2 separate regions of the Zea mays genome follow, and region 1 is linked to region 2. The links are chromatin contacts, called in public Hi-C maps. All regions are on one chromosome and are shown on one strand. Each heading gives the region's core, a stretch centred on a gene start, on an enhancer-like site or on the middle of the called end of the contact. The rest is flanking DNA. Distances are from core to core; before and after follow the strand shown. Region 1 holds the start of LOC103638270 (DNA topoisomerase 1). Region 2 has its middle 37 kb from the start of LOC103638266.

Region 1 (4,379 bases), core at 1,463-3,962, 450 kb before region 2:
GTAGTAGTGTGCACGGCCATCCCGGGCAGGCGGGCGCGGTGAAGGTCCTGGACATCTCCGATACCAGATTGATAGGATTAGAGCTCCTATCAGAGAAACTGCGCAGATTGTAGGGATGAGACGTTGCAGGCTGGCGCAGGGGCGTCGTGGACAGGCTCGCGGTGGACTGGCGCATGGGCGTCGTGGCCGCGCTGTTCTTTGACGGGCGCTGGACAGTGGCTTTGGGAGAGGAAAACACGCCTGCTTCCTTTGGAGGAAGTAGGCTAAATAGTTTTCTGCTTAATTCATATAGAGTGGTGCTTACAAGTATTTATACTCCCTTCTAGTCCTTATCTAAAGAGATCAAATCTGAGATCCCCGCTTTTCTCTCTAACAAACCTTATCTCCTTAATCTTCTAATCCTTATCTAACTAATTTGCATGTCTATTGTTGTCCGCCGCCTCTGCTGTTGTCCGGCGCCTGTAGTGGCGACCGGTCATAACAGAAACTATCGAACATTACAGCAATTACTTCTACAATGATAGATCTATTTGATTTTGTGTTTCTTTGTCTCTGTAATTAGAAGGGCAGCTAATAAGTATAAACCTTTGACAAAAAATGTGAAACTGTTTTATACATGAGGAGGACATGCGTAATCTAAGTGTATGTATGTTTCATGTAAACAGAAAAAATGTATCCCTATTACAGGCTACGAAAAACATACCCTTTCAGTGCAACTTTAATGCTCTTAAGGTGTGTCCAGGCAGCAGCAGGCACCTCCCAGACCATGCTGAAGTCATCATTAGGGCGGACAGATTTTGATCTACCTGCTAAATCTCTCACATGACCATAGCTTGGTAACACTTCATACATGTCCCCAAGATAATTCTGAATAACTTTTGCTTTCGTGGCTGATTCCACAACCACGACTGATTTGGCTCTCGGAGGATACAATGGCACCAGTGGCTTTTTCTCAATACCAGAACCATCGATAGAGGATTTCATACAAATCTCAGCTTCAGAAGATACAGAAGAAGCAGAAACCTTTGCTTTTGACTTTGACCTATTATTCACTTTTTTCTCTTTAGGACTATCAGTACCCTTTTTCAGTTTACAATTATCAGTCTTCTTGTTTTCTTGCTTCGCACTAGAACTCTCAGTCGTCTTTGTTGCAGCTATACAAGTTCTAGAAGATATTCTCTTTTTCTTGGTATGTACTTCCTTATCTTTCATAACTCCATCAACTTCTTTTTTGCTTCCTCTTGAACGCCTCATCTTGGCAGTGTCAGTCTTAGAATCAGTAACACTCTTGCTGCTGTTACTAGTAGATGTTGAAGCCTCGTCAGCAATGGTGCTACACGTAGCAACTGTGCTTTGGCGTTTCTCAGATCTACAAAACAAACTATGTGCAACACTTCCATCTTCCCTTCTCACATTTAGATTATTGCATGAAGTCTTATTTTTAATAAGAAACCTTAGCTTTTTACTGTATATAGTTGAGAATGGTCGTGAATTAACAATATTATTAGTCTTTAAAGCAATTCCACGGCTGTCCCTCGCTCTGAAACATACAGAGCTACGGTTGCCAGAGAGTCCAGTAGTAAAAAAGGTGCTACTTTTGGGCTGTGATGCAACCCCAAAAATATTTCTCGAGCACATTTTCCTTGTTGAATTGCTCCTGAATGCAACCCCACACATTTCACAAGGGCGGAAAGGTGACAAGGGCCAGGGTGCGGAAGAATATCTCTGAAACACCTCGAACTGAAGCTGTAAAGGAAATAAATAGACAAAACATAAAAACAAGCACAACTCAAATGAAATATTATACCAAATTATAACAGGTAGAATCGTGAAAAAAATCATTCCATCCCATTCTCATGATCACGTGGAAAAAAAGAATGAAAGAAAAGCAAAGAGCAAAAGTCATTATTATCTTTGTATACATTCGACATCAAACCGAAAATAGGTGCTTCATTTTAACCTAAGTCCCATATTCAGTAAACGTTCGTAGTTGAATAATTCTTTAAGAAAAAGTAGATGAAACAAAAGAAAAATAAGGTGATTGACGCAATGGTGGTCGATAGTAGCTGGTATGTTTTATTCCTTCCAAATCAGGCTTGCACAATGTTGTGCAAAGGCAAAGGATGTCTTTCTGTGTAACCAGGGGATAATACACTGATATACTCCATGGCACACCCCACAGAACCTTGCTTTTCGCAGTGCCACCCTTTTTTTGAAAGAAAAATAAGCGAGGCTTTGTCAGTGGCTCACGGGCAAGACAACGAACAGGTAGCGTACTAGCGTTCAAGCCGCACCACCATGCACCCCGACACTTTTGGACGTGATAAATTCTCAACAGAATGAGGAGTACAGTGAGTCACTCACCATCGCGAGTGGCGGCGGCGGTGATAGCACGTGGGTGACAGCGCGGTGTCGCTGGCCGTAGCCGTGCGGGAGGAAGCGGCGGAGCTGGAGCGCCATGGCCAGCAAGGGGCGGGCGCGAGCTCGCTTAGGCGAGGAGAGCCATTGTTTCTTTCGGCTTGGGTTTAGCTAGGGTTTTAGGGGCGAGGGGGGAGGTGGGAGTGGATTGCGAGGTGGGAGATACCGACGGAGGGAGAGGCGGCGGCAGGAGCTGTGGGAGGGAGAGGAGGCGGCTGACTGGGGCTTGAGGAAATATCTAACCGACTCGCTTGTTTGGAGATGGACGGTTGGGGGACGGGCTAGATTGGGCTGGTGGCCTAAGGCTTCCTCGTTTGAACATTTAACCTCATTTAGAGCAACTTTAACAAGTCATAAAAAATGTTGCTCCCAAAATATAGAAACGGGGGTTGTTAGATTAATGTGGACTTAGCCTAAATTTATTTTCAATAATAAACAATTCTAATGGTTCGGTTGAGGTTTCAAAAAGAGGTGAAAATTGACAGACCACCTGTTCCTGTCACCACATTAGAGCCAACGAGCAAAAAGGTCATAATTCGGCCTTGTGCGGCCGATAAAAGTAAAAATAAAAATATCGTCATTGGTGATCCTCGCACACCAAATATGTCATGCAGAATGGTTACTCTGAAGGCTCCGGACAAAAGAAAGACCGGAGGCACCGAGGGGCAAGCACGATCGGACACCCGATCACGGTCACCTGTCCTGCGTACGCCGGACGATCCGGGTACTAAGGCCGAACAGTACGAGACAGGCGCGGACAGTCCGGCTATGATGGCCGGACGGTCTGCAGATGGTCAGAAGCAGCAACCTCAGACCATCGGACCACAACGTTCCAACACAAGTGTTAGGAAACAAAACACTACCAAGACGTCTGGACGACTCAGTAGAGTCGGCCCTACTTTTGGTCAGTTGCTTGCCAAATATATGAAGAAGGTCGTTCCACACAACCGGCCAATAAAACAAACGAAGTCAAAAGGGCGACCTATGCGAAAGCAAAAGCCGACTAAACGAACCCAAAGGGTAGCGCAACCAAGATCGCCTTGTCATCCTCCTCCGGGGATAGCATGGTGCGTCCTGTTCTATCCATCGTCGATATGTTGTCCTGCTCATGTGTGGGGTGGTACGGCGATGAATTCATATTACTGGTCCAATCTGTTTGCTTGTTTGGGCTGGGGGGCACCACAAGTTTTTGCCTATTGACAGGTTGATCAGGTAGACATGGCCGAAGAGGATGCGATCCGAAACGGCCTCTGTGCATTAAAGTTCCATCAAGTATTTATATTATCTGATCGCAAGAGCCGATGACTTGCATCGAGCTGAGTCCTTACTTCGGGAACAAAAGCTCATGAGGTCAATTGTTTCTGAAGTTTTCGCTGATGCTTTTGGTTTGCCAAGCTCCACCAAAAGGCAGGGGGCATATGTTGGACACCAAAATGAGCGGACGGTCCGGCCCTTGGCCCGGACGGTCCGAGTGTCCTGAGATTAGATTAACTCAGATGTTTATCCTTATCTCGTGCGTGGTTATCCATCTAATCACGTGGGAGTTTGTTGGCTATCTCTTAGGAAAAGGTCCAGACCTCCTCCCCTATAAATATAAAGGGGTACGGCCGATTGAGAACCCCCGAACACATTCCAATCGAACCAATTACCTTATTTACTTTTCATGCCCTAGGAGTAGATGTAGCATAGTTCTAGTTGTAGTCTTCCACATATCCAGCTCCATCCCTATTCGACTCTACGTCGTCTAGATCCGTCTTGGGTGGCCTGCCGATCCCAAGACAACCCTATGATCTCACCCCTCTCGGGGGGCAAGATCTAGTTGTCCATCCAAGACCTCTTCCTCGAATTGATCTCTTAATTCCTAGGCGGCTCCACGTCGTCTGGGGACGCCCCGGGTGACCTATCGACCCAGAGCACCTTAAGATCTTTTCCCCCCAGGGGACGAGATCTAGATTCCAGCA
Region 2 (4,368 bases), core at 1,076-3,575:
TTATTTTTCTCTTTTCTTTTCCCATTTTCTCATATAGAATTATATGCTAATATTTTATGTACCAAAAATAGTCCAGATAAATTATAGGGCACCAAAATAATGAGATATAAGAAATGGCACACCCCCACTAAAGTCACCATGATTGATGTATTGTTATTATCTGTGTTTGATTAGCGGAAGAGGGATCCGATCCTCCGGAATTTATAGCTCCGGAAGAAGGGCAAGAACCCGACCCCTCCGAGATAAACCTCTTGTGCCAGGAAAGCTTCGACGAAGGCAAGTCCATCCTTCCCTTGATGCATTATTTACCTATTTCTCTCTACCACTGCCTAAGCCTGGAATATGGGATGGGAATCGAATTGCATGGTGAGCATGAGAGAGCCCACATTAACAATCACCTTTGATTACAAGATATGGGATAAGTAAAAGGGTGCAAGTAACATGTTTTCCAAAAAGTGTGCGATGAAGGGTATTCACCCTCATCACCGGGTGAGTAGGATGATCAGGGACTCCCTGGTTTAGGGGAGGGCCTAAGGTGATGGCTCAGCTGGTTTAGGCCTGAGCAGAAGGATTGTCCTCTCGTATAAGGACCAGTTTGTCATCTTTCATTACCTGTACTCATAAAAAGTACAACCACTCGAGGTTGTGTGGGCAGCCACTCGATCTGAACTCGTACGATCCAACCCCAGGGTTATGAAGGCTGGGGAGCACCGGGAGGATAAGGAGGGGGAATGATTTGTCCAGTTTGGACATGGCGATGGCCTGACTCCTTCCAGTATAACCGTTAAGGTTAGGACGTGCAAGGAAGGAAAGAGTTTCGGATTCGGATCTCATTGGCCATGAGATCGCAGAGCCGGACTAGTGGGTAAAGTGTACCCCTCTGCGCAGAGTCTAAACCTATTCGAATAGTCCGTGTCCACTGGTATGGACGAGTCTGGTATGGTATGACAATTAGTGTTTCTACTACAACCGGGAACAGGGAAATGGGTGTGTGTTTCTGGAAAGAAAGTAGTACAACCGGGGCTGTGTCTTCACCCAGTTCTGCCTGTGGCCTGGGCTAATTTATTTTCCACTGCGCTTTATGATTTTTGGCTCACTCTCGAGCTTGTATCCCCCGGTATTGTAATAACTTTACTCAGACTCTGTAACTATTTGAAGTAATGAATGTGGTTACTAGCCTCCTGGGACTAGTAATTGTATCACATTTGAGTCCCAAAGGATCGGGACGCTTCAATCAACCCCTATGGTTGCTGCTACATCTGAGAATTTGGGCAGCCGAACAGCTTGTCGGGGGAGTGCTCGGGCTGCGCGGTGCCTGGTGCGGCGGCAGCCCCTATAGCTCCTCCATCCCCTGTAGGTGCGAGCTCATCTTCCTGCCTCCAGCGCACACCAACCAGGTGCGAGCTCGACCTCTCCCTCCACTGTAGCTCGGGCCTGGCGGCTGGCCATAGTCACTGCCCGCGTCAGCGCCTAGTATTCCCACACAGACCTCGCCGGGCTGCTCCAGGCGCTCCTCCCCACGTCGTTGGAGGGCCTGGTGCGGGTCGCGCTGAAGAAGCAGCCCCATTGACTCATCTCTCTCCCCAGTTCTTTGGTGCGATTCAACCAAAACCACCATCCCAACTCCGAACAAAAGAGAGGCAGAGAGCAGATCTAACGAAAGAGAAGGAACCCTACCGGAGAGAAGCTTGCCAGCGTGGTAGAGGTCGCCGACGGCGAGGAGGCTGACTCGTCAGCTTCTTGCGCCACCGTCGCTCCCTTGTGGCTCACGGGATTTGTTCCAGACCCCTAGAGTTCTGGCTCTAATCCAGGATCATCCCTAGCCAAAAAATTCCAAACCCATGGGCTTGAAATCCAGTGGGCTTAACCGAACACCAAAAAAGATAGAATCTGGATTTTTTCATGGGCTTGGAATATAACCTGGATTAGGCTCCAATCTAGCCTCATCCTAGCCTGGATGGACTTAACCGAACGAAGCCTACAGTGGTAGAAATGGCTGTTTGAATGGAGCACGAGTGGGGAGGAATAACGGACGGCGCGATGGGAGTAATGGAGAAGAAACAGTCGCCATTAATGGAGGTGGTCGAGTTGGGAAGAAACGGACGGCTACGTAGTGGGTAGGGGAGGAAGGGGAAGGGGCGGTCTGCGCAAGTGGTGGCGGTTTTCCGGTAGGGCGGCGTTCTGTGGAGGCGAAGGGGCGCTGGGGAGGTGAGGCGGCGAAGAACGGCAGCACACGACGTTCAATGTACGAGGACTACAGAGGAACGGCTGGAACTGGGAGATAAAGAAGCACCTAATGTGTGGGGCCCTTGCGTCATAGTAAGAAAGAGAGAGGCAGAGTGGGTCACGTGTGTAAGATGGCTAGGTGCGGACTACTAGCCGAGCGGGCACTAGTGGAGTGAGTCCGTATGTATTTTTTTTCTCAATTTGTTTTTTCTTAAAAAACAGATGTGTGCGTGTGTGCGTTTTGTTTTTGGTTTTTTTCTTTTTTTTTGAAATTATTTTCTCTTTTTTTTAAACTCAGAAATTATATATATTCCAAAATAATAGTAACGTAGAGAAGTTACTAAATAAATAGTTTTAGGGCAAATCTCATTATTAAAATAAAACGTGCTTAAAAAAAGCATAAAAGTGAGATTTTTTGCAAATAATTACATACAAAATGATTAACCATATCAAAATACATGTCTTATTAAATATATCTATTTTTAACAATTCACTATTATTTTTCAAAATGATATTTTCTTGCAAAACATAATCCAAAAGTTAGATTTGCAAATCGAATCAAACAAAGCACATGCTTTGGCATGAATGAATCAAATACTTGATAAAATTTTATGTAATCAAGAAATCATTAAATTTATTTATATCACCATTTCATTATTTGAAAATATACATATTTTCCTTTCTACTGAAAATTAATAATATAAACTAAGTTATCTTTAATTGATGGATTTAGTGTGTTACACCAGCCTCCAAGAGAGAGAAGAGGGGGAGAGGGAGAACAGAGGGCGGCGGCTGGCTTGGAAGAAGCCAGGGGGAGACGCGGCTGGGGTGTTTGATGGGCCCCTAGTGGGCCTTAGGGTTAGAGTTTCTTTTGTTTTTCTTTTTTTATTTCTTTTCTAAATTCGAAATATATTTTAAAATAACCCTAAAATTCATAATAATTATACCAAAATTATTTATAAATAAAATATTTATTTTTGACTAATAATTATTACATTATTTACTAGGATTTTCCTATATGAAGAAATGCTATTAAATATCCACAAATCAATCATGAGTAATCAAAAATTATTTCAAATGCAAATAAATAATAAACACTTGAATAAAAATTTATTACCCTAATTACCATATAACTAAATGCATTATTTTTAGTTGATGGTTTTTATAGTGTTACAATGGAGGTCAATGCACTCATAAAACGATCAAAGGCGAAATAGTATTTATCAATAGTCATATCATGTTGCTCAATGACATGAATCTGCTGCATAAGGGTATGTAAAAGAGCACCGCTATCCTGAACAAACCGATCCTTCAGATGTGACCAGATAGCCTTAGCAGTGGTGAATTTGGACAGACTCGTAATCATAGTTAGTTTAGTGCTATTGACCATTGCAGCCATTACCTTGTCATCGTTGATCTGTCAAGTCTTGATTGCAGCAGCATTGCTTATATCAGCCGCTAGAACTGGAGAATCTTCAATCAAATGAAATAGTAAATTGTGACCCCTTAATGCAGTCTGAACACAAAAAGACCATTCTGGGTAGTTCTTCCCATCAAGCATAATATTGACAACAATAGCGTTGGCCGACATATTGAAGAGCAATAAAAACGCTATCTGAAAAAGACTAGCTTGATGGTACCAAAATAACTTAGCGGGTGTAGATCTGGCCGGGGCTGTAGAAGACAGGAGCACGGCGGAGCAGATCCGACGGATGGCCAACGGAGCAACAACACCGGGCAGCGGATCTGGCCAGGGCTGCAGAAGGCAGAAGCACGGTGGAGCAGATCTGATGGAGGCAGGGCTGACAACACCGAGCAGGCCAACGAAGCGGTTTTACAATGACTAGTAAATGATACTAATTCATCGCACCACTTTCTTTCTGTCATATACCATCTTGGAAGAATGTAGATTGCATTCATCGCAGGGTCATTTCCTGAAGGAGGCTTGTACCGATCTGATGGAGGCAGGGCTGACAACACCGAGCAGGCCAACGAAGCACTGGCGCGCGTGGCGAGATGGAGCACTGGCGCGAGTGTAGCTGTCCGCGTCCGCCCGTGGACAGATGACGGCGAAGGAGGGCGGAGCAGGTGCCGCAATGGCGCAGGCGCGAGCGCAGTAATCCGCAGACAGATGATGGCACA

What was found. Hi-C and Micro-C count contacts between places; a contact is called where the count stands out from the background.
Region 1: a contact with region 2 is called in a Hi-C map of leaf, with 4 times the contacts expected there. The contact joins the promoter of LOC103638270 here to the enhancer-like site in region 2. A contact is called at or near these places in 3 of 25 Hi-C or Micro-C datasets (ear, leaf and tassel).

The regions. Positions count from the first base shown.
Region 1 is chr9:38,786,410-38,790,788 of Zm-B73-REFERENCE-NAM-5.0, reverse strand. It overlaps LOC103638270 (DNA topoisomerase 1), which reads right to left and starts at 2,712. Exons shown (of 21, transcript XM_008661232.3): 1 at 2,365-2,712; 2 at 704-1,746. The coding sequence starts at 2,460.
Region 2 is chr9:38,332,273-38,336,640 of Zm-B73-REFERENCE-NAM-5.0, reverse strand. No RefSeq gene overlaps it. Among protein-coding and RNA genes, the nearest start is that of LOC103638266, 37 kb to the right of the region's middle. Within about 2 kb of position 2,325, at least 19 of the 20 cell types and tissues checked have an H3K27ac peak or open chromatin away from gene starts, as enhancers often do. A contact at or near this core is called in ear, leaf and tassel, where this site is marked.